Regions from separate parts of the Sus scrofa genome. Here region 1 is linked to region 2. Evidence: chromatin contacts called from public Hi-C data. All regions are on one chromosome and are shown on one strand. Each heading gives the region's core, a stretch centred on a gene start, on an enhancer-like site or on the middle of the called end of the contact. The rest is flanking DNA. Distances are from core to core; before and after follow the strand shown. Region 1 holds the start of PCDH9 (protocadherin-9). Region 2 overlaps PCDH9 (protocadherin-9).

Evidence for each region. A called contact is a pair of places that touch in the nucleus more often than the background predicts.
Region 1: a contact with region 2 is called in a Hi-C map of embryonic fibroblasts, with 2.1 times the contacts expected there. The contact joins the promoter of PCDH9 here to the enhancer-like site in region 2. A contact is called at or near these places in 17 of 47 Hi-C or Micro-C datasets (alveolar macrophages, embryonic fibroblasts, fetal heart ventricle and 11 more) and 1 of 2 datasets of contacts at active chromatin or transcription factors (skeletal muscle).

What each region holds. Positions count from the first base shown.
Region 1 is chr11:39,452,112-39,456,786 of Sscrofa11.1, forward strand. PCDH9 (protocadherin-9) reads right to left here and starts at 3,055. Exons shown (of 4, transcript XM_021065365.1): 1 at 1,569-3,055; 2 at 1-369. The coding sequence starts at 232.
Region 2 is chr11:38,830,739-38,835,289 of Sscrofa11.1, forward strand. The region is part of intron 2 of PCDH9 (protocadherin-9); the gene reads right to left. Among named protein-coding and RNA genes, the nearest start is that of PCDH9, 620 kb to the right of the region's middle. Within about 2 kb of position 2,738, at least 2 of the 83 cell types and tissues checked have an H3K27ac peak or open chromatin away from gene starts, as enhancers often do. A contact at or near this core is called in embryonic fibroblasts, where this site is marked.

The DNA of each region.
Region 1 (4,675 bases), core at 1,805-4,304, 620 kb after region 2:
CTTTCACCAAAGGGGCATCCCCAGCTTTAGAAACCAGTCTGTAGACAAGGCTGGCGCTGGTCCCTGTGGCAGCATTGATGTGAGAAATGTTCAGATCCTTTGGTATGTTTCCTATGGGCACATTTTCAGGCAATTCCTCTCTAATAGTGTAAATAAGTTCTTGAGCTATTGCGGAATCCAGTCTTAAACAGGCAATCAGAGCAGCCAACAGGTAAAAATCCCTCAGGTCCATGATAATGTGTATTTATTTTCTTTTCCTGGATTTTAGGGTTTAAAGGTTTCCACTGAGGAATGATGCACGAATTGCAAGAGGAAGTATGCATGGACTGGAGAATGCATTACATCTCATCGCTTATTTGGAGACAGCCACTGTCAACACAATTGTATAGACAAAATTATTCTTCAGTAAACAAAAGCACACAGTCATGAAATATCACAACATAATTTCCACTGCATATTAGTAAACATGGCAGTTTGCTCTTTCACTGTTTGCAAGTTAACTCTGTGCATAAAAACACTAAATATCCCCTGATTGTTGCATTTGCCCAGAGAAAATGAAATTATCCACTTTTGAATTAAGGACAGCTGCTATTTTTACCTCAATCCACACTAGTTTCAGGACACTGTTTAATTCAAAACATTCATTCTTGCTTTTATTTCCCCTCCCCCGTCTTACCCGCCTCCTGGCTTCTAACCTACCTCCCTTAGTTTTTTTAGGAGCAAGTGAAAAACACTAAGTATTTAGCTACGGTTCCTGCTAATTGCTTTGTCACATGTTAAATGTGATGTGTTTTTGTCTCTGCCACACTGAGTCATCTTTTTCTTCTGAAAAGACTCTTTTTCTTTCCTCCCAGTTCTTCAACTGCCTTCTAATACAATTTTACTGAGAAACAAGCATCCGGACATGCTGCTGCAGCATCAGAAGCAATAGTCGCCGGCCACTACATAACCTCAAATCACAATACCAAGACCTCCAATTTCTTACCCAAACCTTGCTTTCATTTCTCCATGTTGCCAAATTAGCCCCATTAGAATTAATAAACGCATTAAAACTTTTAGAATATATATAATAATATAGGATTATTTATCCTAGAGGTGGAAGAGAGTGCCAAGATACAAGTGAAACGCAGCTAACATTTCCATGTAATAGCACAATATTTTCTACTGAGCATAAAAGAGGGAAAAAATTGCAGTTTCTTAACCCCCGATCTCTGGTTATAGTATTAGTAACATCTGCCACACGTAAATACTGCAACTCAGTAATGCAGGTAAAAAGCCTTCTGTTTAGATGCCCCCCAACTGCAATTTACATGGGTGCAAGGTTCCAAGCAGCTACCTACTTGAGTAGAACTGGTCAGTTCCCAGGCTCTAATCTTATCTGCATTAGGCTGCACGGTAGCTGATGCCCGCGATTAGTTCCGGCAGAGTGATGCAGGTAGGGATGCAGATACAGCCTAGTAGGTGAGCTCTGCCCCAACCGTCTACCCAATTACAAACATCTATCGTCTACACCGAGGACATATCTAAACACAAAATGTACAATTGTGCATGCGAAACTTTACACTTACGTTAGTTGCCTCAACCTTTCCCCTTTCCCGGTATGCTGCAGTTAGGAATGATCTGTTCCAACACATAGAAAGCCATGCATCTGGTAGCACCAGTTTGGGGAGAAATCAGAAGCAGCAAAACGTTTCCTCTTTGTAAAATGTGTTGCTTCGGGCTGGCAAATTAGCAACTCCAGAAAACAAATTCACAGATTTGTCGTTAGTCATTCTCTCCACATTTCGTCTCTATTACCCACGGGGTCTGAGCTCTTCTGGTATTTAACACACACACAACATCCAATTGCACTTCTTCAGCTCAGGGATATTTTCCACAGCATCAAGCATACCATTTCCCTCCGATGTCAATACTGCTCAAGTCTCTTAACTTCTTGTAGGAAACGTCAGAGTTGGGGTGATGGTGATTCTCTGGATGATCTCCGGGTGACAGTTGCCTGAAAAATTCCTAATTGGTTATCTCTCTCGGGCTTCAGAGACTCTAGGGTGCTCCTTCCTGTCTGGCATGCTCTCCCTCTCTCCCTTCTCCTCTGCCCCTCTCTCCTTCTCCCTCTCCTCTCTCCTCTCTCTGAACTGAATTTCTTGATATAACTCTCAATAAGCCCAGAGGGAGGGCGTGACGAACTGAGCCCCGCCCCTGCCCCCTGATTGGCCCGTATCTTGCGGTGCGGGCGGCCACAGCCGGGCGCGGAACAAGGCGCTGACTGTCTTCCAGCCTCCCCTCCCCATCGCCCCTTTGGCAGTCACGAAAACCCGGAGTCACGATCCCAGCCCCGGGAGAGCTGGATTCCAGGAGGCGCACTGAGCATGCCCAGCATGGGCCGGTCGGGGAAGGAAGCGGCGGCGCTCCCCAGACCCGCGAGGACAGGGCTGTCACGGGCGCATAAGGGCTGGCGGCTGCTCGGAGTGGCTCCGTGTAGCGAGCAGCCGAGCCCCGGCAGTCGCTCGACCAGAGGCAGCGCGGGAAGCCGGCAGGGCGTGCGGGGCGCAGACCCTGGAGCCTCGGGCACCGCGGAGGGCGGATGGGGGATGCCGAGGCGGCCCGGTTGCCGACGCACATCCCGCACTTCTCTTTGCTAAATCGAGGGACCAAAATGCAGAGATCGGAGAGAGACCACCCGGGGTCCGAGGAGCGAAACACTCCGTCGCCCCTCGGAGGGAAGCAGGGGCCAGCAGATCCCCGGAGCGCGTTAAATGGACTACACGCCCGGTGCTGCAACTAGAGGCTTTTGCTGGCGGGGACTCTGGCCGGAAAGGCAGAGAGGGCGGATAGGAAAGGTCGGGACAGAGGATATTTGAATCTCCTTCAAGACCGGAGAGAAAATTACTTTGAGCACTCCCTACTTGCTGGGTGACGGAAGCTGCCGGGAGAAAGGGAAAATGACAGCTTCTGGGATCCCCGTAGTCAGCCCTAGGCCTGTCCGCTGTGCGGAGAGAAGTCTCCTACCCGGGAGTGTGACAGGCCGCGGCGGCTGATCAAGGCTGACCTTGCACTTCTGCTCCCGCAGCGCCCAGAAACCTACGAAACAGAGCTCGCCCGGACGCGTGGCTGCGGCAAAAGCCGCTTCAGCTCACCTATCTGCAAACTTTACTTGGGAGAGGCTGGGAGGAGTCCCGTCCAGCTGCTCCCCAAGCTGAGGAACATATTTCCTTTCCCATTAACACTGTCTGAGGATTCCAACTTTACCTGTAGTACTTGGCTTTCCTGTGCAGTTCATTTCTGTGACTCCTCTTCCGTCGAGTATCCTCATACGTTTCTCATTTTCATTCAAGAGCCGGATAGAATAACTCTCAAAAGGATTAGTTTATACCATAAATATTGGCCCTGAAAGCACTTATCTATATTTGACTGATCTTTTAAAATCAGTAAACCACGAAGATTTGTGCAATGGGTTGTACCTACGACGCCAGATACCTGAGTAAAATTTGAGGCATTAATAATAACAGTTCACTTGGAACAACAACAAAAAATTATTTTTTAGCATGACCTATAAAGGTCTAAGAAGGTCTTAATGCATGATTGAATAACTTATTCTAACTTACAGGGAGGATAAAGGGCATTTATTTTAAACCTCCGTGTTCCCCATTCTATACTGGCCTGAAGATGCCATAAAGGCTCTTCATATAGTTATGCACTGGGATGGAGTTTCAGGAACACCTCTTGTTTTTGAATACAATGGCTTTCCTTTTTAAATATGAACACTTATTTTTAGATATTTAAAAGTAAAAAGAAAAAAATTACTACGGAAATCTACTAAATTTAGATATTCTATAAATAATCCCTTAATTTAACCAACACATTTGACATTGCAATTTCCCCACTCTGAGACTATAAGCTCTTTTTTTTTTTATAAGTGCAGTGCCTATAAACCCAGTGTAAAATACATTAATCCCTTATGTGTGAAATATAAAACAGGTTTCTAGCAAGCCATAGGTTGACACTGTTTTGAAATAGCTAAACAACTCCTATGATAGTATTTTGTATGATTAGAATATATACAGTTTTAAAAAGGACTGCTTAAGTATCTAAAAGTCAATACAAAAATATTAACTTCTACAATAATGTGAGTGAATTCAAGGAAGATATTTTTATCTTACCACAGTGAATGTTCATTTTGCCATTCACAAAATGTACCATTTAAGCGAGTGCATTGTTCCAATTGTCACCTATTTTGTGATCTGAACTAGTTTAAAATAATAAATGAACCATCCTTCTGATATATTACAATAAACATATCAGCACAGTCACTTTCCAGTTCATTTTGTAAGCATCACAGTTATATTACACTCTTATTCTAATCATACTGTAGTCATTTCAAAGTCATGTTGTAGTGGCAGCACATAGCTTAGCAATAATTGTTTAACATTATTCCTAAGTAGAATTGTTTCTGTTTGCGAAGGGGTAGATTTTCTTGGTAGTCAGAACCCATTATTACCCTAAGCTCATAAATGAAATCTTAGTATGAACAATGGTAGAGGTTATGGAAGAAAAAATATATCATCACATGATAAGACATGTCTATGAGGCTTCAATTAACAGACATCGCAGGTCAAAGCCTCAAAATGAAGTAGATATAGCTTCTTTTCAAAGGAGATTGAGTATAATACAGAAATAG
Region 2 (4,551 bases), core at 1,488-3,987:
AAATACAGCTATCTATATATGTATTTTTTCTAGACTGACAATAGAAATAGCCCATTTCCTGTGAGTCACTGGTTCAAATCCAGCTCAGAGTCATAATGAAGAAAAGCTGAAACTACTTTATTGCTGTTCAATGACCTGTGTGAAATGATTGGATAGTTCAGTACATTTTTAATGAACTGATGTCAATATCACATAAACTATAATCATAAATGTTACCAATTGAGTCTATTGTAGCACATTTCACCTTCATGCAAAACTATATTAGTACCATTGCTTTTTCCTCAATAGATTTGGAAAGGTGCCTAGGTGAGTGCTACACAAAATGCAAGGAAAACTTGAGTATTAATATCTGAAATGCATTTCAACTTTTATAGGGAAGGTCATGCTACTGATTTTATTTGTTATAATTTTTCCTTTCTCATGTGTTTTTAAACCATTAGGGAAAACCAATAATATAAGTATTTTCTCTGTTTGAATATGCACTTAATTCATTACTTTCTTTTTTTTATAATAAACACAAAAAAGGATGCGCATCATAATGTGTTAACATCACCTTTAAAGTGATTGATCTATTACAACATTATAAATCAGCTATGCTTCAATATAACTTTAAAAATGAAAAAAAGTGACTCGTCTATTAAAAAGTCCATATTACAGAGTATCTTTGTGTTACCTCTGGAGGAATATCTCTTAGTTATACCTCAAGTAAGCAAAAAGGAAGTCAAAACACAAGAGAAAGTTAATAGAACAATGTGACTGATTCTACAATTTTATAAGGTATTTCTGGAAAAAGCTTCAGAAGCCATTTTAAAATATTTGTTTCATAGACAGACGGAAAAAGGAAACTTAACATCTGTGATAGTCTTTTTAAACATAATTAGTGTTGGTTTAATTACAATATTTTTTCCAAGGAAATGTCCGAATCTGTAACACCAGATTATATCTAAATCCAGCCGTTCTCACAGTATGATCATTAGAAATAGTATTTATTGAGCACCTACTGTACATAGCCTGATACTGTAATTACACTGAGAATAAAAAAATATATATTTTTCAACTATTTCAAATACAATTTATGATTCCATCTCTCATATACTATACTATGATTTTTCTTTATCATTGTATGTGAGAATAAGAGATATAAATCTAGTGTGATTTATTTGCAGTAAGACCCTGTAAATTAGAGTGATACAATGTGTAAACTACTGTGGCTTATGGAAATATTTCCTAATTAATTTGACTCAAAGATGTTTAAACCTTAATTAGCAAAAATTGTGCCCAATTTATCAGTGTAATGGGAGATAAGAGTGTTGATGCATATGGACTATGAATTGCAACATGTACAAAGCAAATTGATCAAGCAAATCAGTCTTTAACTTATTCATCATAATTACTGATGCAAGCAGCAGAAAATCTGAAATATCAAGGTAGGTAGAGGGAGAATATTTGGATAAATTAAAATGGAGAAAAATCGAAGATCATGGAGGTTTAAGTAAAGGACTCAATGGCACTTATTCAGGTTTTGCCAAAGAGCCCCAGGTGAGGAGCCAGACAACTGCTGGCTGTGGGCCCTTGCTCTGTATAGAGCCTGGCCTTAGGCAAGAATTTTATGTCATTGAACAAGTTCCTGGCCTTGTGAAATGGAGAAAACAGTGCCTTCAGCATAGGAGTGTTGTAAAGCTCAAACAGGTAAAATTAGTGTTCTTGGTATATGATACATAATACATAGTAGATACTCAATAAAAGGTAGCTATAAATCTTGAAATTGATGCTACATATTCTATCGTAATTTCTGTGGCTATTCATAGTATTTAACTAGTTATAAAGATGTGAATCCTTCACCCCAGGAAAAAAATACTGTTTTGTTTTTTTTTTTATGAGAGATTTGCAGAATCTTGGCATGCCTCACAGTGCACCTGTAGATGTGTCAGCCCAGAGCATCTCTGAGGGGAAGTTACTCTCAGTGTGAGTGAGGGATGAAGACCAACTGCTTAGAGCACAGGGCTTCTCCTCAGAGAAACTGAAGTTTTTCCCACTAGTCTCTTAAGAAGTCTATAACTGTTTTTATATTCAAAGAGAAAAAGGGAGAACTTTTTCTTTACTGCCTCTGGGAATTTTACTTTTGGGTTATCCCCAAGGAAATGTGCCCAATTTGGGTTATAAATATAGTGTAGTCCTGCCTGACTGAATTGGGACAACGCACGTTGTCATGAGACTACTTCAGATTTTCCAATGCCTGGGCACCTACATTTTGTTTTCCTACACCTATTTCTTACCCACTCCCGTGGGAAACATTATTAGTATTTTTGGCTGTGCCTGGTTGATGGTTTGAATGTCACATTTGTTTATCTGACTTATCACTGACAGGTTAGCTCCAAGTCTCAGGCTGCCCCAAGAAAGAATAAGATGGAACAAAAACTACCAGGCATCTCCGTGTTGTTTTGTCTTGAACTGCCAGTATGGTTTCTGACCAGGCGAAGCTTCCACCAGGGGCCGTACTCTATACCAGCATATAAGGACACATATACAAATATAGGTATGTTCAGATTCCTACAGGTCGGAAGGTGACACACTGGTTAGATTTGATAAATATCACCAAGAACTTTTACAATAATTTTTTCTTGTTGGTTAGTATGAAGAGAGTTAAAATTCAATATGCCCTTGGAAAATACAAATGTTCCTTCACTGGGCACTGTTCTTCATGAGTCACTGAAAAAAATGAGTCACCTAAGAATCCCCATCATTGCTTTAATGCTCCTCTTGTGTGTTTCTTACTGGTATAGGATATTATTTTTCAATAAATGACTCAATAAATGACTCACATCCAAGCCTACAATCCCAGTCCCATTAACATAGAAGGATTCCCACGTGCAAAAATTTAGTAGTAAGATACACTGTATTTTTGCATAAAATATCAAAAAGTTGCAGTAGAGTGAAATGTCTACTAAGCAACTAATTAATAACTTGTGTAATAGCATACTATTGAATCATTCACAATATTTCAAATTACATTAATGTTTAATGATATAGAAAATATTTGTAATTAAGGTTAAGTGTAAAAATCAGATTGGTAAAGAGTTTACCTAGTTTAATTGTATTATTGTTAATGCGTTTTAGGATGTGAATATGCATAAGCTAATATCTGACTCAGTATTTAAAGTGGTGCTACTTGATCATGAAATTATGATATTTAAAATATTTAGTATTTTGACTACCCTAAAATTTCTATACATTATATTTATATTCTAAGTTTTAAGTATCCCTCTTCATCACTTATAGCATATGAGATATAGTCCAAGAGAAAGGAGAAATCTGGTAGAGGGTAGCTGGGCTTTCTATTGAGCTAAGGAATGCCAAACAATCTTCTAGCACTGAGCTGCTACTCTAACTTCCATTTTTTAATTTTTTTGTTTTTTTATGGCCACACCTGAAGTATATGTAAGTTTCTGGCTATGAGTCGAATAGGAGCTGTACCTGAGGCCTACACAACTGCCACTGCAACACTGGATTCTTAACCCACTGAACAAGGCCAGGTATCAGCCCACATCCTCATGGAGACTAACAAGAAGTTCTTAACCTGATGAGCCACAAAGGAAAAAACTTTTTTTTTTTTTAATTTCTTTACCTAGCTTTTTCATCATTGCAATGAAAGATCCTTGCTTTTCCTCAAACCACAAGATAGAATGAATCTAGTACTAATCCAATTATCATAAGTCAAATAAACAAATTTATCAGTTAATGATTGACATTTATTTATTTATTTATTTATTTATTTATTTTTACTTTTTAGGGCTATGCCCATGGCATATGAAAGTTTCCAGGCAGGAAGTCCAGTTGGAGCTGGAGCTCCCAGCCTACACCAGAACCAAAGCAACACAGGATCCATGCCACATCTGCAACCTACACCACAGCTCATGGCAATGCGGGATCCTTAACCCACTGAGTGAGGCCAAGGATTGAACCCACGTCCTCATGGATCCTATAAACCTGAATGGTTCTTTACCCCTTAATCAAAATAGGAACTCCAACGATTGACATTTAAAATAATTATTTTCTGAAAAATTATAAATTGATATTATGGAAGTCGAAGCAAATGCTATAGAATTGTTTAAATATGGTTTTATTTGTAGAAATTTCTTTAAACATCTTTCAAGGAAATATTTCTAATTCTGATTAAGTTCCTTTAACCACACTTAAAAAATAATACATCAGCGTTCCTATTTGGCTTAGCAGCAATGAACCCAACAAGTATCCATGAGGATGCAGGTTTGTTCCCTGGTCCCACTCAGTGAGTTAAGGATCTGGTGTTACCATGAACTACAGTATAGGTTGCAGACATAGCTTGGATCCTGCATTGCTGTGGCATAAGCTGGCAGCTGAAGCTCTTATTCAACCCCTAGCCTGGGAACTTCCATTGCCACACATGTGGTCCTGAAAACAAACCAACCACAAAAAATGTTTAAATATATCATCCCTATAGCTAATCTCTAAAGAGTACACATGTACACAACACTTCTTGGCTATTGTTAATAGTGCTGTGATCCTCAACAT